Linked DNA regions of Gossypium hirsutum: region 2 is linked to region 1. The links are chromatin contacts, called in public Hi-C maps. All regions are on one chromosome and are shown on one strand. Each heading gives the region's core, a stretch centred on a gene start, on an enhancer-like site or on the middle of the called end of the contact. The rest is flanking DNA. Distances are from core to core; before and after follow the strand shown. Region 1 holds the start of LOC107912022. Region 2 holds the start of LOC107912016 (peroxidase 72).

Region 1 (5,684 bases), core at 1,383-3,882:
AAGATACTCATCGGATTTGATCCTTGATGATATATAAGTAATACTTCACTTTCTTTTTAATATACTTTCTCCGTCACTATCGTAAACAAATTAATTAGACGTGTTCATAAGTTGGATTGGATCGGGTTCAGATATGATATTAACATATTTTATTCTTGTCCAAGTCTAATCCGGCTCAAAATATGAGATTAAAATTTTGTTCAAGTTTGTCTATGTTTATAAAATACTAATTCAAGCCTATTTTAAATCCATCCATATTATTTAAAAAAATTAAAAATATACTTATATTACTTTAATTTAATATTTAATAATTTTTTTATAATCATCTTAATGTTATTTTAATGTTTATATTAAAATAATATTATACTTAAAAATGGGTCGGACCGGTCATGGGCTTATTGAATGTTCAAGCTCGAGCCTGAATAATTTTCGAGTCTTATATTTTTACCAAAATCCTTCTAATTTTTTAATAAATTTTTAGTCTAAACGTGTAACCCAATCTAAGAATAGATCTAAAATTAACTACTAAAAAAATTAATTTGTCTAGTGATATTGCTTCATTATTTACCTTTTTTCTCGTTAAAAGAACAATGAGCAACCTTCGTGACATGTAGGAATAAAATGATTCCTCTTAATTTTTTGCCGTAATTGCTGATGTGGACTTTTAATAAGCCTTTCACATATCATTAAATCCAAATCAGCAACTACAAGTTCATATCAACAATGTAAAAAACTGATGAAGGAACTATTTCGCTATTGTTTGTAAAATACAAGATCAGTTAACTCATTTTTCAAGTAGATGGATGAAAATTAAACTAAGGGTTGAGCTTGGTTTTTCAAGTGCAAACAAAAGTCAATGTGCAAAGATCCAGGATTAGTGTGAACTAAGAAGACTGTGAATGGGGTTTAGGCTCGTACTTGTGCAAAAAAGAATCCGCGACAAGGGCATAGTTGTCCCGAAAGAAGACCCTTTTAGCACTTATCAATTGTCCTGATCTGGTCACGGCTCACAATTCCCTATAAAAGGCAACACAATTGAATATACCATTTTATATTTTATTTCTAATAAGATAAACACGCTTGCAAGTTCATAGCAAACGACGCCATTCTCCACCTCATAGGAACACTCCACTGTATAATTTTCTGACAAGAAAATTAGGAAAAGGACAAAACCCCCTGTTTCATTGTAATTTAGATTCCATTGCTAAGATGAGTCTTAACTCGGTTATGATGCAGCTTTAATCTCCATCCAATTTGCCTTTCCCAGTTTCACCATTTCCAAATCAAGCTTTCCAATATCGCTTTAAATGTGGGTTTACGACAACACCTATGGCTCAGTAGTTGCATTGCAGGTTCGAGCGGTATGTTGCAGTAGCCAGTAATATTTTAAGGGTAAACTACAGGTCACCTAACTGTTGTTCTTTTAGTCAGTTATCAATTTTTCTAATTTAATTATTTAACTATTCTTTTATATATTATATTGATTTAGTTATAATTTTTAAAATTTACAAAAAAAAAAAAACATCTCCAACTTAATTCTCAAAATTTACCTTCCTCTTTCGTTTCTAAAACACAAAAACAAGTACAAATCTCAAAGACAGAAACACAAATAAAAATAATCATTGTGAGAGAAAAAAAATACTCGAGCAATATATCTGCTGATTCCATCTTGTTTTCTTAAACAAGAAAATTAGTTTTTATATTGCTGACAGTTTATCCATTAGTTCATAGTGAAATACTAAGCTTTTGATATTTTTCCCCCTATTCAAAAGCTTCTAAAAACATATTACACATAAATGATTCGTTGACTTTTGCATTGAATCTTTGTATAGCCGCAACTTCGGGAATGAAAAATGGGTGAGATTATGGTTCTCATGATGAGTATGACGTTCTTTATATGCTTTGTTGTGTGGGGATTTGTAATTGCATTTTCATATGGAAATATGGAAGGTGATGATGAGCAGAAGGAAGATGGTGTAAAAAAGGAACCTGAAGATGGCAGCGATGCAGATGAAGTTTTGGCAGCCACTAAAGTTATTGTTGAAGTCAACAACAATATTGCTGAAGCCATTGGTGATATTGATGGTGATGAAACTGTAGATGTTGGCGTGCATGTCTGTTGTATCTTTTGTTCATGATATTTAGCGTGAAGGTGGAGGCAACAATGCTAGTGGCAGTGGGAGAAGAGGAAGAAGGAGATAAATTTTGAGGATGAAATTGAGAATTCTTAAATTGATATAATATGTAAAATTAAAGGTTAAATTTGTTATTATATTTATGTTTAAACTGTCACATCATCTTACTGTTAAAAATTTAACGGTACTAAACAAAAAATGAACAAAAAAATAATCTCGATTAATTAAGTGATCAAATTAAAAAATTGATAATTGGGTGACAAATAAGAAAAAGTGACAATAATTAGGTGATTAAATTAAAACAAATTAATAATTAGTGAAAGAAAAAGGACAATATTGAGTGACCTGTTATGCAATTTACCCGTATTTTAACAACAGGAAAAAGTACATTTCAGGAGGGTAACTTCGTCATTAAATCGGAATATAACAATTTTAATTTTCTGGCTCTCTGCCCCTAGTTGGTTTCACCATCACCACCGAGTAGAGTAACAGCCAACATTTTCATGTTCGAAGAAGCTTTGTTTGCTGTGAAAGATAGTTTCTTGAAGATGAAAGACCCTCCATTGGTGAAAGCTGCAGTGGTAAAAGCAATAGATCTTTAGACTAAGTAAAATTAACTCACAGCTCATTTTGTTTCCCTCTTTACTGTTTAGTTGCTTCAAATTTTAGAAAAAAAAAGTTGATCTGTGGCAGAAGGGTGAAGCAAGAAAAAAATGGGGTGTTGGTACTCAAGGATCGATAGGGAAGAGATTGTTTCGCGTTGCAAGGCGAGAAAGAGATACATGAAACAGTTAGTTAAAGCAAGACAAACTCTTGGTGCTTCACATTCTATGTATCTACGCTCTTTACGAGGCACAGGCTCAGCTCTCCTTCAGTTTTCCAGCAATGAAACTACTACCCACTCCCACCACCATACTACTCCGCCGCCTCAACAGCCGGCATTGCCGCCGCCAATGAGTCCTAGTTCAGACACTTGGACATCTGCTAACACGGCCTCCCCTGTTCTGCCGCCGCCTTCTCCTCCTCAATCCAGTAACTGGGACTTTTGGGATCCATTTGTTCCAGCTACAGAGTCACGGTCAGCCACAGAGGAGGAATGGGAGGCTTCCACGTCAGTGCCTGAGGTGGCGGTCACCGCTACAAACCCCACGACCAGGGCTGCAAGCATGGCACCGCCCCCTTCTGTGGTGAGTGGGTTCTCGAAAGATACGGGAAGTGAGCTTGCTATGGTGGTGTCGAGGAATAGTAAAGAACTGGTGGAGATCGTGAAAGAGGTCGATGAGTATTTTATTAAAGCTGCTGATGCTGGTAGCCAGCTCTCGTTGCTGTTAGAAGTTTCAAATTCCAATTTTCCTGCTCAAAGTAAATGAGTTATTTCTCTCTCATTCTTTTCCTTTTCTTTTTCCCTCTTAACATTTCTGGGTGGGGTTTTTTTTTTCCTTGTTGCAGGTAAAGTGTATAACTATGGTTGTAATCTGACTCCAACAACTTGGGCATGGAATCGAAATTCAAAAATGGAAGGAACTGGGAAGTTGGGAGGCGATAGGACGGGAGAAAATGGAAATGTAGGTGGTACTATTCTTAACAGTAGCCATTCTTCTACTATAGAGAGATTGTATGCTTGGGAGAAGAAATTATACGAAGAGGTCAAGGTACTAGATCCTGTTCCATGGTTAGAAAATTTGCAATGGCCTGATGAGTCAAAAAAAGTGATCTATAGTTTAAATCTGACTGCTCTTTTACTGGTGATTTGTTTAGACTGTGGAGACTATAAGGATGGAACATGAGAAGCGGGTGGCCCAATTGAGGAAGCTGGAGTTGAAGAGAGCTGACTATGTCAAGAATGAAAAGACTAAGAAAGAGGTTGAAAAATTAGAATCCCAAATGATGGTTTCTTCACAGGCCATTGAGACCATATCAGCGGAAATCATCAAACTGAGAGAGGCAGAGCTTTATCCTCAACTCCTGGACCTTGTAAACGGGTTAGTCTAGTTTTTTTATCACTTTGCTTCCACGTACTTGCTTCCCGATTGCCTTGAGCATCAATATGCTGCAGACACTAGCCCTCATGTCATCTTTCATAGAATGATATAGTTCATTTATTGTTTGAGATAGTACAGAAAAAGGCTATGTTTGGGAGTTGGGACCCTCTCTTTTTTTTTTGTTTCCCTCTCTTTTTGACTGATTTAGATGACAAGTGGAATCCATTTGTACTTTGCGTCCTATTGTATCAGGTTGAGAATGGTCACTAACTGAATAGTTTTAGTGGGGTCTCCATTTATAATTAACCTTAATCTTTGCTGATTCCTGTATTCCTCAGGAAGATAATCCTATGGTCCTAATTGTATGAAATTTGAAAATTTGGGCATTCATGCAGCTAACGGATTGACCATATCGGGCTAATGCATGCTTATGGTTCCAGGTACTGCTTAAGTAATCTTAATCATCCATACGGATTCATATGATTCCAAGTTGGTTCCTATATACCATTGGTTCCCATTGGAGATTTATAGGATGTGAGGTTGTCCGCAGAAAACAATATGCTTTTTACCTAATTTGATGTCCTTAATTCTTTCTTTTAATCTGCAGTGGAGGGTTATTGTTTAAATAGTTTGTTCCTCACATTAACTCTGAATTGAGGGTTATTTCCTTGTGCAGGTTGATGTGGATGTGGAGAAGCATGTACGAAATTCACCAAGTTCACACACACATAGTTCAGCAGCTCAAGTACCTTAACTTTATGCCTTCTAACGAGCCAACATCTGAGATTCACAAGCAATCAACTCTCCAGCTCGAGCTTGAAGTCCAGCAGTGGCATTCTTCTTTCTGCAACTTAGTCAAGGCTCAACGAGACTACATTCAGTCCCTAGCAGGTTGGCTCCGGCTTAGCCTTTTCCAGTTCAGCAAAGACCCACTTTTAAGAAACAATGAGGAATCGAAAATTTACTCTTTTTGTGAAGAATGGCATCTTGCAATTGACAGAATTCCAGATAAGGTAGCGTCTGAAGGAATCAAGAGCTTCTTGACAGTAATCCATGCCATCGTGGTCCAGCAAGCAGAAGAGTATAAGCAAAAAAAGAAGGCAGATTCTGCTTTGAAAGATTTTGAGAAGAAGGCAGCAGAACTTAGATCACTGGAAAGTAAGTATGGCCCATTTTCCTCCATGCCTGAAATGAACAAGTACCCTGTTGTAGAAAAACGAACAAAGGTGGAAATGTTGAGAGCAAAGGCTGAAGAGGAGAAGAATAAACATGAGAAGTCAGCGAGTGTAACAAGAGCAATGACTTTAAACAACCTCCAAATGGGGTTTCCTCATGTCTTCCAGGCAATGGTAGGATATTCAAGTGTATGTATGCAAGCATTTGAATCTGTCTACAATCAAGCCAACGGTATTGATCAGGAACATGATGTGAAGAGAATACTTCCTTGAGAAAAGACTAACACTCTGGAATCAAAATGATGCTACCACTGATACGTGTTCGGTATTGGGATCAAAGTCCAGACACGGAAGAAAATTCCAGTCAAGTAGGAGTGTAGAATTGTATACCT
Region 2 (5,684 bases), core at 1,591-4,090, 150 kb after region 1:
GAATCTCCGGTTTGTCCTTGGTTTCGTCATTGAATGTGGCGTTGTCGATCCCTTGCACCTGCGACTCTTGTTGGTCATGATTCTGTAGTTTGTTTCCCTTGTGTTCATCTTGCTCTAGTTGATCTTGATTTAGTTGTTTGGTCCCCTTCGATTCATCTTCCTCTAGTTGGTCTTGGTTCAGTTGTTTGGTTCCCCTGGGTTCATCCTCCTCTAGTTGGTCTTGAATTTTTGGTTTGTTTACCCTCGGTTCATCTTCCATTTCCGCCACATCATCCTTCTTTGATTTCCCGATCATCGTCGTCTCCAGCGGTCTCTCAATGCTTTCAGCGTGTTTCTTCTTCTTTTTGCCACGCCGTTCCTTGGGTTTCTCGTTTATTTGTTTCTTTTCCACAACCCGAATTTGATCTTGATCTTCCGACAGATCCTGATTGTTGATAGTTTCCTCTTGATGAACCTTGATGGGTTCTTCATTACTCATTTGCTTATTATCTTCAACTTCCTTGAGACCATTTTGCTTCGATTGTTGGTTTTGAGTCAACACACTTTCTTCGGATATCTGAGTTTCACTCATTTTTTGCTTCTCCTGTTCTTCTGCTGATTCTTTTCCTTGTAAACCATGTCGGGTTTCTTCAACAGCCGCACCTTCTTTCACTTTATCTAGATCATCGGACTCCGACACCTTATCATCGTCAGGCTTGACGGCCTCATCGGGAAGTTGGCCAGGGTTATCTTCGAACACCGCTTTATCTTTCTGATCTTCGTTAATTTTGGAGGGTTGTTCTTCATTGGAACCAGAAAATGCAATGTCACTATTGGTGTCAGTGATGGTGCGAGTGGTGGTGGTGGTTTGAGGGGAGGAAACGGAGTTGGAAGTGAGCATCCAAACACCCAAAACACATAAGGTTACGAAGACCACAGTGGTTACAGTGGATGCATACGAAACAGAAGAGGAACGCTTAGCAACACGAGACTTTCCCCCGATCGCCATTATCGTTTTTTATGGAGTTTGAGAGGAAACGAAATGAAGTGAAAGTGATAGCATGGAGATTAAAAAAGACAATGGAGAAGATTAAAAGCTTTGTTTGTGGAATAGATGTAATAAGAGCGAAGAAACATTCTAAGTTGGAATGTGTCTCAAAGATCCGAATGAGTTGGAGAAGGGGAATTCGTTGGGAAAAATCTTGTTCCTTCCGTTAACATCAACAAAACCCAAATCCAATATGGCAAAAGATTTAAAAAACAAGTCTCACAGAGCCCATTTATTTCAAACAGGGAACAAAGAAAAGGACAATCGTTGGCCCAGCAATACACACAAATGAAATTCTTTTATTAATAATTCAATACAAGGAAACCAAAATAACATGACAAACAGGAATACAAACTTTATTCATATAATTATCACTTGATGATTTTAAGCATTAATTTTCCTGCAATTCTGTCTGATCTCACCCCTATACCCTGTCAACGGTGAAATATTCCCCATCTTAATCATGGACTTAGCGAATTGCTGAAAGAAGAGTTCCTGGTTATAAGCATATGTCTTCACTAACTCCCTTGATTCACCATTCTTTGTGAACAAAACTTGGTCAGAGTTCAACAGTCCCTTGTTAGCCAATAAGTTCTTGAAGTAGCTGTTGTCGAACTTTATGGGGCTAACAAAATCTAAGAAAAACAGGTTCTGGTCGCCGCCTGATCTTGGACAGTTCCTGCGCAGCTGAGAAGCATAGGATTGGTCAAGTGTGTTGTCTGGTTGTCCATTGCCTGATTGGTTGTATAGTCTCTGCCTGAAACTGGTGCATCGGGAATTTCCTATTGTGTGGCTCCCTGCATGATATATATATGGACAACTTGGTCATATATATTCAGAGTATTGCCTTTCTTGGTTATTTGCAGAATGTGAAAGAACTATATAGCTTACCAGAAAGTGCAACAAGATCAACAATGTCTAGGCCTTGTAGCTTAAACTTGGTGAGAATTGTTTGGAATGTGTTGTTTGGAGCAGGAATGTTGTTGTTAGAGCCACTCAAGCTTGCACCTCTGGCATCCCTTCTTCCAAGGGGGACTTCCCAGCTAGGCCCACCTGTCTGCAAATCCAAAAAAACATGTTACCACGGGGTCAATTTCAATGACAAGACAAGACTATAACCAAAACGACATACGAGAACGGTAGAATCTCTAGCAGCCAAAGCCATAATATCAGCACATGACACTGTATGAGGACACTCTTTCTCCATTACAGCTTTGATCTCATCTATCACTTCGAATCCTCTGGCTGAGTTCCTGTTTGGATTCGACCTCTTTTCGCTGATAATGCTCCCGCTGCTGTCTAACAAAATCGATGCATCACAGCCCTGGAAACAATGAATTGTTAAACTTTGCTGCTATATAACCATATATAATGATATAATCCTTCAAAGAAAAACTTGGAAAAGATTGAATATATCCATATTAGACACACTAGTCTTGTATTCGACACTGACAGTCGAGTAGTAAACACTTTGCCATTGGTTTGGCGAGGATGAAGTTACCTTAACAAAGCAGTCGTGGAAGTGTAGCCTAAGCAATGAAGCAGCCATACGAGGTTCCTTTGCAACAGCTTTGGCAACAACGTTTCTCACAATCTCTTGAGCTTTGGGACATGAATGATCGTAAAACTGAGGGTAAAGGTATCCTCCCCCAACTGTCTTGGAAGACAAACAATGGGGGGCAAGGCCAAGGGCTAGAAGAGTAATAACTATGATATAATGAACCATAGTGTTTACCTTTTTTACTTTCTAGACAAAAAGGTGTATGGTTGAAGTGGAAACAGCTGAAATATGAAGAGAAAACGTTGTTATGATGAGAGCTTTCAAAGTGGGGAATGGGTATTTATAAGGGAGACTTTGTTTGAAATGACAATCAAATGAAAGAGATGACGTAATATTAGGCAACTAGCTTTGCATCAATCAAAAGCAGGAAAAAGATGCAGAAAGGTTGGAGTTGGTACTAAAATGCCCACATTTGCTTGCCCAGGATAATTATCTAAGATTGTGCTTTTAGTAATAATTGTGTTTAACATAATTACTCAAGTTATCACGATTAATTACAATAAATAAATTAAAAATAATGTTTCTATAATATGTCACATTGCCAAATTTATTTAAATCTGGGTCTCTACTCTAGCCATGATTTTTTTTATACATAATACTAAGAGCTCATATCAAAATATTTACAGAAAAGTTGAGCATATCTGTGTATGCATAAATCCAAACATTCATTCGATCAACAACTCGTGGAATAAAATAGGACCTGGTCAATACCTAAAATGGTCTAAAGTTGATTGAGACACGGTCCTAGCCATACTGTAAAGTTTTAAGAAGGGAGCAGGTAAGCCTGCTCCGTTGACAAAAACCAATATATGAATGCTAACTGGAAATTGCAAATTTCATAACCTTTACATTAAAAATGTTTATGGAGGTATGTACCGGCTTATTTACCAATAAAAGTTTAATTTTTTATAAATTTATCGAAATAGGCCCGGTATTTTATTATTTATCGGAATAGGCCGTTTTCGACAAATCGCGTCCAAGTCAGCGCGATGTCAGGAGACGTGCCAGGAAATTGCCGCCACGTCAGAGCGCTTTGCTGATGTGGCAACAAATCGCCCTCTCGTGGACGCGATTTGTTGCCACGTCAGCAAAGCGCGCTGATGTGGCCGTGGTTTCCTGACTTGTAGGTTTTTGGATTTTAAGTTTTAGGGTTTTAGGGTTTTTAGGACTTTTAGAGTTTTTAGGACTTTTAGGGTTTTGGAGAAAAAAGTAAATAGATAAGTCGCGCCCACTGTACACACTTCTTTATGGAAACATCTGCCCTTGAATCTACAAATGTTGAGCATGCATTCACTGAAGTACTAACTCAAATACATCATGTGATCAGTCAAAAAGCACTCGAATGAGGGAATGATCAAACAACATTGCCCAAGGGACAAACCATCAATGTCGGCTTTGGGGATGATGTTTCAGCTGTGAAGAAAGACGGCTGCTGTTCTGCATAATTGTTAGATGATTCCGAGTGTCCAAATTTGCTTCCTCATTAAGCACAAGCTTTCCTCACCGTGATCAATCTCGAGATCTTTCGTTGAAGACGAAGAAATCACAGCATTTCAGGGATTTTCTTATAGTTTGTTCAGACAAATCTAGTTTTAGTATTTTAAATGATTTTCATTAGTTGTGGAGAATAAATTTTAAATTAGCTATCATAATGTTTTGTATTTTCAAAGGAGTATTTTATGTAATATAACAAATAAATAGGGATAATTTAGGTATTATAAATAATTTAAATAATTTAGTGCAACTATATACATAAAATTTCATTAGTTGCACTGTTCACGCGTTGGGCAAGTCGCGGCCACGTCAGCGCGCTTTGCTGACGTGGCAACAAATCGCCCCCTCGTGGATGCGATTTGTTGCCACGTCAGCAAAGCGCGCTGACGTGGCTGCGATTTTCTGGCACGTCCCCTAACATCGCGCTGACGTGGACGCGATTTGCCGGAAAAGACCCATTCCGATAAATAATAAAATACCGGACCCATTTCAATAATTTAAAAAAAAAGTTTTTTTTGAGAAATTGCCCGTATGTACCATCATCAAACATTAAAATTTCCTGTTAATCTATTATCCATGTACTTGAAAAATGTATGCCAACATGGTGGTTTTTTGAAAAGTATTATCTTCATACATTAACAAAACGCTGCGTACAATCATTGATAGTGCTTTTGTAGGTTTGTATAATCCTTTGCTTCAAAGCAACGATTATGTCCATTGAGTTCTTTTTGTAGAAATTCTTTTACACAAACTTTCACTTGAACAAGCAAATTATAAAGAATGTGCAAGAAAATTTGAATATAAATATAAATTTTTAATTTAAAAAATGAATATCTATTTTTAACTGCAATATTTATCATCTAAACTCGATAATGCAGAGAAGAAATACTATTACGTATAAGCAAAACATTGGAAACACAAGAAAGCAAACCAAAATGATTTCTTCAAACCTACCTAGAAAGAGGTAAGAATGCATGGATGGATCTAATAAAATTTTTAACCCAAAATAAATAAAAGTTTGGTTTGTGAAATAATTATTTGTGTGTGCAAATTTTTTATGGGATAACATCCGAACTTTATAATTGGATTTAAAGATTCATAAATGTCGATTTTTAAAAAAAAATTTGAATAGGTTGTTTTTTGAAAAAATTACGGGAATAGACCGGTTTTATAAAAATACACCCAACATATTGACAGAAAAATGCTACAAACTGGAAACGCTTTTTACCACATCAACACTAAAAACGGCATCACCAATATTTTTTCTTATCTACTGGTACCACCTATTAATGTAGAATAAAACTTACAAAACAAGTCATTATATAGACCCAAAGTCTCATTTCCCTTATTTTCTTAAACGATGTGGGATATGAGATATGGATATATATAAACTCATAATCTATTTGCAGCTTATTTCCTGGACAATGTAGGATTGCGTACGACGACGCGTTTTCGTAAAATCGGCCTATTCCCGTGATTTTTTCAAAACTGGCCTATACATGTAATTTTTTTTAAAAAAATTGACATTTATGAGTATTTAAGTCTTACGGTTGTTTCTTGTAATAATTAAACTTGAATTTTGATATTGAGAATACAATTTAG

The links. A called contact is a pair of places that touch in the nucleus more often than the background predicts.
Region 2: a contact with region 1 is called in a Hi-C map of leaf, with 2.6 times the contacts expected there. The contact joins the promoter of LOC107912016 here to the promoter of LOC107912022 in region 1. A contact is called at or near these places in 10 of 34 Hi-C or Micro-C datasets (anther, callus, leaf and 1 more).

Annotation. Positions count from the first base shown.
Region 1 is chrD11:3,767,922-3,773,605 of Gossypium_hirsutum_v2.1, forward strand. It overlaps LOC107912022, which reads left to right and starts at 2,633. Exons shown (of 6, transcript NM_001327061.1): 1 at 2,633-2,847; 2 at 2,850-3,500; 3 at 3,503-3,572; 4 at 3,574-3,787; 5 at 3,894-4,117; 6 at 4,794-5,684. The coding sequence starts at 2,850. The coding sequence ends at 5,565.
Region 2 is chrD11:3,919,445-3,925,128 of Gossypium_hirsutum_v2.1, forward strand. It overlaps LOC107912016 (peroxidase 72), which reads right to left and starts at 2,841. Exons shown (of 4, transcript XM_041105563.1): 1 at 2,529-2,841; 2 at 2,160-2,351; 3 at 1,919-2,084; 4 at 1,309-1,824. The coding sequence starts at 2,753. The coding sequence ends at 1,412. LOC107912014 (probable methyltransferase PMT27) reads right to left here and starts at 1,139. Exons shown (of 7, transcript XM_016840046.2): 1 at 1-1,139. The coding sequence starts at 988.